Linked DNA regions of Sus scrofa: all the other regions are linked to region 2. The links are chromatin contacts, called in public HiChIP or PLAC-seq and promoter capture Hi-C maps. All regions are on one chromosome and are shown on one strand. Each heading gives the region's core, a stretch centred on a gene start, on an enhancer-like site or on the middle of the called end of the contact. The rest is flanking DNA. Distances are from core to core; before and after follow the strand shown. Region 1 holds the start of PRKAG3 (protein kinase, AMP-activated, gamma 3 non-catalytic subunit). Region 2 holds the start of ZNF142 (zinc finger protein 142). Region 3 holds the start of WNT6 (protein Wnt-6).

Region 1 (2,700 bases), core at 165-2,664, 160 kb before region 2:
GGCTGTGCTTTTTTTTTTTTTTTTTCCTTTTTACGGTGGCACCTGCAGCACCTGGAAGTTCTTAGTCCAGGGCTCGAATCGGAGCTGCAGCTGCAGGCCTACACCATAGCCACAGCAATACCAGATCCAAGCTGCATCTGTGAACTATGCCGCAGCTTGCAGCAACGCTGGATCCTTAACCCACTGGGCAAGGCCAGGGATCGAACCTGCATCCTCATGGATGCTAGTCAAATTCTTAAAGGGCTGAGCCTCAATGGGAACTCCCCATTAGCGATGCTTTTCATGTTCATCACCAGGGAGCAGACAGGCAGAGGCCACAGGGATGCTGCAGAAGAAGAGCTGCATTTGCCCCCTGTACCACCAAAGACACCCACGGACGGCAAGCCCCTTCCCTCTTGTCTCCTCCACCTGCCCCTTAGGCAATATAGGGGCCTTGAGAACTGATGAGAATATGTTCATTACATTCATCGAGAAACCCAGTAACCCGTTACTGAGTGTCTGTCCAGTCCATGGCGAGACTGGGATGGAAGAGCCTGGAAAGAAGAGAGGGAGGGAGGGACAGAGAGGGGAGCTGGAGCAGCTGGGTCAGCGTTACCAATTTGGACAGTGACTCAGGCCCCAGGAATGCCAAGGAAGGGGGGGTGGGCCGCCACGGAGCCTGCTGGGATTCCGTTGGCACCAGGAGACAGAGGGAGAGCGCACACAGTGGGGTGGGGGGCCTGGGGCTCCTGCACACCTGGATCTACCTCTGCAGGTAGAAACAGGTGTCTCTCACACTGTGGACTGGCACAGGCCCCATGCCTTCAAGCCCACTTCATACCTGGAAGGCGATCTCACAACTCCCCGCCTGCCCCAACCATCCCACTCCACCAGAGAGAAGGACGGTCTCCTGGGACTCAGAGGGGGACATCTGGACACACACTGGCCATCCTCCCGGGACCACCCACGAACTCCGCCTCCCCAGCCTCCCAGCTGGCTGCAACTAGCCCTTTCTAACCCCAGTGCCACCCACGACCGGAGTTTGTACAAGGAAGAAAGTTAAGCTCAACTTGCTTGCATTTTCCCTCCTTTGGCGCCTGACAAATGAGAGAGGCCCTCACGGTAGGAACACAGCGGGGGCTCTGAGAGCTCCCCTCCTCCCACCCCAGTTCCAAGCTGCTTCCCCCACAGCAGGATCCTTCTCACCTGTCCTCGGAGACCCAGGAGACAGCCCGGGACCAGGCATCAAGATTCCAGGTGGGCCCCACCCCTCCCCAGGGGCCCCCAGGCTGCTGGGCTGGAGCAGCTGAGCGGGTGGACCCCTTCCACCCTGCTCCCTGCCACCCAATCAGAGAGAACCCGATCCAGGAGGGCAGGGTGCCAGGGGTCGGGCCCAGAATAGTGCTGCCCAGATACAGTGTTGCGCACTCCTCCATGGAGCTTGCCGAGCTAGAGCAGGCACTGCGCAGGGTCCCGGGGTCCCGGGGGGGCTGGGAGCTGGAGCAGCTGAGGCCAGAGGGCAGAGGGCCCACCACTGCGGATGTGCGTACGCGTGCGTGCTTGCATAGCCAGGATTTTCTGTGTATATATATATGAGTGTGAGGGGGTCCGCATGTATATACTCCTTGTGTAAGTGAGTCTGTGCGGTTCTGTGTGTGTCTGAGTGTGTGTGTTTGGGTAGGTAGTGTGCGTTAGTGTTTGGGGCTGGGTGTTTGTGTGTTTGTGTATACATGGGTGGGGGGGTGTTTGTGCGCACCCGTGCCTGTGTGCTGGGAAGGGATTTCCGTGTGGTCCAGAACGTGGGGCGTCTTCCCCACCCCAAAAGTCACTCTTCTCCACACAGACTCCCTCCTGGAGCAGCCTCGGGGGACCTGAGCATCAAGGTAGGTGGGGCTGCCCCTGCTCGCGGGCCCAGGCTCTTCTCCCACCTCCTTTTCTTCCACGTCTTCAGGACCCCAATCTCCCCCACTCCACTCGCCTGGCTCTTGTCTTCCTCTCCTTTGCCTTCTTTGTTCCGCTTTGTTTCTTCTTCCTCCCTCTCCCTCACCTCCTCCCTCTTTCAAAAGAGTAGAGGGGGCATCTATAGAGTCTGGAGATTGGGACTCTCTTGACTTTCTCGCTTACTAGCTGTGTGATTTGTGGCAAATTGCTTCACCTCTCTGAGCTCAGGTCTCTCGTTAGTAAAACAGGGCTGATAGCCATGCCCTTCGGATAAGATTGCCGTGAGGGTTGAATGAGAAATTTGTTGGAGGACAAGCCCTTTGAAGCTTCCCAATATTAAATATTATTATTAGTAACATTTTAATGGAATTTATTGTGTTACTCCCCATTAACCAAACAGGTCCCATTCTCCCTTGCAGAGATGAGCTTCCTAGAGCAAGGAGAGAGCCGTTCATGGCCATCCCGAGCTGTAACCACCAGCTCAGAAAGAAGCCATGGGGACCAGGGGAACAAGGCCTCTAGATGGACAAGGCAGGAGGATGTAGAGGAAGGGGGGCCTCCGGGCCCGAGGGAAGGTGAGTTCAAGGCCAGTTCTGGGGAGCTGGGACTGGGGGCAGTGGGCAGTCCTCAAACCTGGGGCCCGTCTCTGGTCTGGTCCCTCCATAACACAGGCACATAACATCATGCAGCCAGTCTCCCCACAAGGGGGAGGACAACTGCATTGCTGATCCAGGGGTCCAGGGATCCAAGGTGGCCAACTCAGGACAGAGCCACTGTCTT
Region 2 (2,700 bases), core at 46-2,545:
TAGTTTAGCAACTGGACTCTGAAATTCCTCCCCAACCCACCTCACCCCCTGCAGAAGCTGGGAGCAGGAAGGACAGGTCAGCATTACTCTGTGCTTCGATATGCTCCCTTTGCGGGATGGGATTCCAGGCCATGCATCCCATTTTGCCGCTCATTATCCTGTTCGTACCTGTTTCCCACCAGATGTCTCGGTCTGGAGATTCCTTAAACCTGAGAGAACAATATAACTGGCTTCACATCAGGGTAATGGATGGACAGAAATTTGTGGTCCCTGTGACCAGCTAATATAGAAAGGGTCCCGCTAGCCAGAGTTAGTGGGGGACAAAGAAGCTACTCTCTTCGGTCAACCTGTCAGTAACCACCTGCCTTGTTATCATGAGTCATGTCCTTCAAATGCCCTCTCTTTTACATGCTCAACTCCTAATGTCCTGTTTGGCCCCTCATTACCTCCCACCTAAACTGTCTCTTTAAAATTAACTTTAGTTCTTGAAATGGCATCTTAAAGGTCTCCACGTTCTGCTTCACCAAGCTGCAATACAAGGGCCCAGATCTTTCTTCAGAAGGATCTGCTTCAATCCCATTACTTTCCCTACTCCTCCGATAGCTGGCTCTCAACAGGGCCCTGAATTAGGTAAAAACTCCTCTGCCTCCACAACAGGGCACCATCCACCTTTACGGCTTAGCTCCTAATACTCCGTTTAACAAATATGCAAACAATGCCATTCCTCCTTGCCCAAGCAGTTCTCCTGACTCAAAAAGGTTCATTCTAATTTCTTCCTTCCCTCATCTCCAGGTGAAGTCCTACCCATCTGCTACTTCCTCCATGGAGATTTTCCTGAATTCTCCCCAATAAAATGTACCCAGGTCTGATTCTAGACTGTCAGATCCCGAAGGGTAGGAGGTCAAATCGTTTCTAGCACACCTCCCTCGACCCCTGCCACTTGGCTCTGCGCCTGACACGCAGGGCGGTGAATAGACAGCAGTGACCTCGGGTGAGGCTCAGAATAGGATCCAGAATTCCCCCAATTCCTATGCACGGAAGGCCACAAAGCCGTCCTGCCCCCGGTCCTTGTGGACGCCCAGAAGTCCCCTCCGGAACCCCACTACACCCCAGCTCGCGCCGCCAGCAGCGTGGTTTGGAGTAATAGGTCACTCCGCCCCCTTACCGCCATGACTCTCTGGCCCTCCCTCTCGATGGTTTCACCTCCGCGCTCTTGGGGGAAGCGCCTCCAGGCCCCGCCCCCTGAGTTATTTCCCCTACTTCCCGCCACACCCACCAAGAGGGCCAGGCCACTCTGCCCACAACTCTCGATGGTACTCCTGGGGCTTCGCGGCCGAGCGTTGGAGAGCTGAAGGGGGGAAGGATAGAGAGAATCATAGAGTACTCCGCCAGCCGCACAGGAGAAGAGAGAGCGGCCTCCAGTGCCCCAGGTCCTAGAGGCGGCTGGGCCGGAGGCGGTCGCACAAAAGGAGTCCCGGGAGGCCAGCTGCCGGTCAACCATAGAGATGCGGCTCCCGCCCGCCCGGGGCCGGGAGGTAAGCGAGCGAGGGCGGGGCGGGAACTAATCGGGAGAGCAGGCGGAGCGGGCCAGAGGCAAAAGTTTCTCGAGCCCCAGGATGAAGGTGGGCCTGGGCAGTGGGAACGCTCCGGAGAAGTGCTGAAGGGAGCGCGCCGACGAGCGGGACCCCGGGGCATCCCATCAGCCGCCCCAGTGCCTCCGTCGCGTCACTGCTGTGGACCCCGCCTGGTTACTCGCTGCCTCTCCTCAGGACCATAATCTTGATGATGCTCCATCCTAAGCCTTGCAGGTTACAAAACGGCTTTCCCGTTTGCCAGCTCTTGTGACTCCCGCTCCCGCCCAATGATGTGGACGCTGTCATCGCCTCCACTTTACAGATAGGAAAGCTGAGGCCCAGAGAAGCGAAGTGATTGCATCTCCCAAAGACCACGCGGTGAGTCAGAGCCCACAGGCAAGTGGAAACCCGGGTTCCTTGGTCCCCAGGCCGGGTCTCATCCTTTCCTCGGGCCTTCTCTCTGCTCTGATTTGTCATTTCTTTAACTCAGCGCCTCTGCCCCAAAGAAGGTCATTTCTTCTCTTGTGCCCGTCGGTGTCCCACTTCACTCCGCCTTCCAGCGGCAGAAGGGTCTCAGTCGAGACTACCTCCTCCTTGGCTCCCCCTCTAAGGCAAATACACCACCCATGCTGGAAGATTCCTGATATTCAGTAAGTGGAGGTTGTGGTTTCCAGAGAATCCCTTGAGGGCAGAAGTGCACTGCCCCACCAGCTTCTGAATTTGGGTGATCGGGCTTTGAGTTGCAGAATTCTCACCTGTAACCTGGTTTCCTAGCCCTAGGCCCTTGCTCGACCTCCATGACTCAGTTTCATAAAGTGATTACCATCTTATTGTTCTTATTGTCAGTCTTACTGATTACTCATTACTCCGCTTCAACTGATTTTACCCATGTGTAAGAGGACATGCAATTTAGTTGACATTCATTTCTCAGATGGGTCCCAGTGTTCAACATGAGGCCGTAGTCAATGAGCTAGAAATTTCTGCAGGTGTGCTACTTTATACGTAAGGAATCACTGGCTTGGTACTTGGTAGATACCTAGCTTTACTTTGATGCATCCCTGTGTTTACAGTTCATCCATCACTTAGAATCCCCTTATTTGTCTGGATTGCATTAGACTGTTGGTAG
Region 3 (3,010 bases), core at 31-2,530, 190 kb before region 2:
AAACGAGCAGCCAGGTCTGGGAAGACGTCCCCATCCCTTGGCTGGCCAGGCCTCCCTCCCTTCCACCAGGACCCTCCAGGGTTCCCAGCACCTTCCGAGCTGCATATTTTTCATCCATGACCCCCACATCTGGAAAGGCCAGGCGCTTGGGTCCCTCCCCTGCTTTTCCTTCTCTTTGCTCAGGGAAGAGGTAGAGAAAGCCAAGATTCTGACTCAGTTTCCCCTTTACGTTCCCTTTCCTGCCCCTACCACTCACTCTGAAGAAGCTGGTGCATTTGTGGGCAAAATTGGACTGGGAAGAGGCAGCCGTTAGACCCTCCCTGCCCGTGGCTTCCCACCTTGTTCCTCTCTTTCCCACAGATCCAGACCCCTTCCCCTAAATCCGAAGCCCTCCTCACACTCTCCAATCTTCGAATCTCAGACTACAGATCCTGCCCTTGTCTCCCCGATGTCTCTTTTCTACCGACCCGCCAATTCCTTGGTGACCTGAATTGAGTGCATAGCCTGGGGTGGGGTGTGGGACAAGGGAGGGGGTAATACAGTTGAAAGTGTATCTGAAGGGGGGTGGTTGGGGTGGGGAGGAGAGGTAGGCACCTCTCAGTGGCAGTTCTTTTTTTTTTTTTTTTTTTTGTCTTTTTTCTATTTCTTGGGCCTCTCCCCCGGCATATGGAGGTTCCCAGGCTAGGGGTCTAATAGGAGCTGTAGCTGCCAGCCTATGCCAGCCAGGGCCACAGCAACGCAGGATCCGAGCCGCGTCTGCAACCTACACCACGGCTCATGGCTCACGGCAACGCCGGATCATTAACCCCCTGAGCAAGGCCAGGGACCGAACCCGCAACCTCATGGTTCCTAGTCGGATTCGCTAACCACTGCGCCACGACGGGAACTCCTCAGTGGCAGTTCTGAAGTGCCCCTGGCGGAGGCTGGCAGGAGCGACACGCACCTCCCCCTCACATCTCCAGCTGCCCCGCGGCTGGGCTCTGCGAGCAGGTAGAGCCCGGAGGCAGTAGGAGCGCGATTCCGGGCTCCACTATCGGTCCCGAGGTCCCCACCCGCAAGCTTCAGGAGTTGCGCGAGGGTAGCCAGACGCAGCACTCACCACCACAGTCCGCCGACGTGCGCCGGACATAGGAGCAGCAGCAGCAGCCCCAGGCTGGAGTGCGCGGGCGGCAGCATCGTGACAGCTCTAGGGCTGGTGGGTGCGGGCAGGGGGCGAGGCTGCGGGGACAACCGGTGCGCGCCGGGCCGGGCTTCAGGGCCAGCGCGGCGTCGGCTGCGGCGGCCGGGCGGTGATGGCTCCAGCCGCGGCGGCCGCGGCGGCGGCGGCGGCGGCGGCGGCGGCGGCGGCGGGGGGGCCCATCCCGGGCGAGGAGGGCGCGGCGGAGGCGGAGAGCGGACGGGGCAGCCAGCGCCTGTGTCTCCTGCCGAGCTCGCTCGGGAGAAGAAATCAGAGCCGGGGGCGGGGGTGGGAGGGGAGTGGGGCCGGGGCGGGGGCGGGGGGCAGGGGGCAGGGGGGCCGTGGGGGTGGCAGTTGCGACAGTCAGGCGGCGGGACTCTCGGGAGGGAGCCGTGCGCCCCGGGGCGGCGGGCGCGGAGCTCTGCGGAGGGCGGGAGCGAGGTCCCGGGGCGGGGCCCGAGCGCGCTCGTGGCTGCGGGACCGCCTGCTTCGCCCCCTCACCTCGCCTCCCGAGGCCTGGGAGCCCCCCGCCGCCGCCGCCGCCGCCGCCGCCGCCGGGAGTCGGGGGCAAGGAGGGGCGGGGAAGTAGGGTGGAGAAGGGTAAGCGGGGGAAGGAAGAGGAGCTGAGGAATGGGGGACGGGCTGGAAGGGAGACGTTTGACAGGTTTGTTGACTGTAAAGAGAGAAAACTTCCCAGGAATGAGGGAGTTTGGGTTGGGGGGCGGTGCGGAGTGGGATGCTGGAGCGGGGGCCGGGAGTGGAAGTCGGTCGGGGGCTCAGGGTGCTCCGAGTAGGGGTGTCAAACCCGACGGCCCGACGGGCAGACTCTGGAGGGGTCAACTCTCACCGGACCCCGCTTCGGCGCGCGCCGCACCCGCACACGCAGTCTTTCCTCCAGCCCAGGAGGGAAACGCTAGGCCTGCACGCTGCTCCCCAGCCCCCGCCTCATCAGGCCTGTGTTCAGAGGAGGGGGTGCGGAGGGGAGATGAGAGAGCAAGAGGAACCTCTTTAGGGCCTGCGATCCAGCGCTTGCCCCCACCTGCAAGCGAGCAACCAAGTGGAAGCTGCACACTTCCAGAGACTATGTGGTCAGAACTCTATGCCTCTGGGCCTCGTGAGGTCAGAGGGTCCTTGGCTCATGTTGATCCCCCAACTTGGCCGGGCCAGAAGGGGTGGGAGGACCAGCTGCAGGTGAGGTGGCCTTTATCTGATTCTCTAATGCCACAAAAATGTCTTTGATGCCCCTGGCCCCCTCCCCACGGGGGTGGGGGGGGGGGAGATCAAAGGCCTCGTGGGGAGGAAGGACAGCTCCATTCATCAGGATGCCAAGGGGCTGGCAGCGAGCTACAGCCCCTGCTCCCCCCTCCACCCTGTGTGCCCCAGGGGTGCTGAGGGACAGGTGGTGTGGAACATTCCACAGCAAGGCCAGTCTCCTTACCACCACTGTTCAGAGTGGCCATCAAAGTCTAAGCATGTCCTGGGGTGGGGAGGACAGATGGAGGACCTCAAACCCGTGTGGCAGAAACTTCAGGTGCCCAGAGGAAAGCTCCTGGTCTTTCTGGAGTGGAGGGAGTACAAGAACTTGGGGGATAAGGCCGCTGCCAAGAGAGATGAGAGAGCAAGAAGGCAAGATTTGGAGTCCCCCAGAGAATGGGACAAGTGGATCCCCACAGGCTGGAGATGCAAGAAAAGACCCTAGATGCTTACCCCAGGGAGATGGCACATCTGGGAAAGGAAGGATGAGCAAGTGGAGAAAAGACAGAGAAACGTCAGCCTATGCACACAGGGAAGCCCCAGGGTTTGCTGGGAGCCCCCATCCCAGGGCCCTGATAC

Evidence for each region. Promoter capture Hi-C pulls out the DNA fragments that hold promoters and counts their contacts. HiChIP or PLAC-seq counts read pairs in DNA pulled down with a chosen protein or histone mark.
Region 1: a contact with region 2 is called in an H3K27ac HiChIP or PLAC-seq map of skeletal muscle. The contact joins the promoter of PRKAG3 here to the promoter of ZNF142 in region 2. A contact is called at or near these places in 3 of 47 Hi-C or Micro-C datasets (heart right ventricle and skeletal muscle) and 1 of 2 datasets of contacts at active chromatin or transcription factors (skeletal muscle).
Region 3: a contact with region 2 is called in a promoter capture Hi-C map of skeletal muscle, with 5 times the contacts expected there. The contact joins the promoter of WNT6 here to the promoter of ZNF142 in region 2. A contact is called at or near these places in 5 of 5 promoter capture datasets (fetal liver, fetal skeletal muscle, liver and 1 more), 4 of 47 Hi-C or Micro-C datasets (embryonic fibroblasts, fetal skeletal muscle, liver and 1 more) and 2 of 2 datasets of contacts at active chromatin or transcription factors (alveolar macrophages and skeletal muscle).

Annotation. Positions count from the first base shown.
Region 1 is chr15:120,865,022-120,867,721 of Sscrofa11.1, reverse strand. PRKAG3 (protein kinase, AMP-activated, gamma 3 non-catalytic subunit) reads left to right here and starts at 1,414. Exons shown (of 13, transcript NM_214077.1): 1 at 1,414-1,521; 2 at 1,823-1,862; 3 at 2,340-2,495. The coding sequence starts at 1,414.
Region 2 is chr15:120,706,338-120,709,037 of Sscrofa11.1, reverse strand. ZNF142 (zinc finger protein 142) reads left to right here and starts at 1,295. Exons shown (of 10, transcript XM_021076481.1): 1 at 1,295-1,535; 2 at 1,801-1,952. BCS1L (BCS1-like (S. cerevisiae)) reads right to left here and starts at 1,213. Exons shown (of 9, transcript NM_001243676.1): 1 at 1,166-1,213; 2 at 169-209.
Region 3 is chr15:120,899,741-120,902,750 of Sscrofa11.1, reverse strand. It overlaps WNT6 (protein Wnt-6), which reads right to left and starts at 1,280. Exons shown (of 4, transcript XM_021075516.1): 1 at 1,100-1,280. The coding sequence starts at 1,176.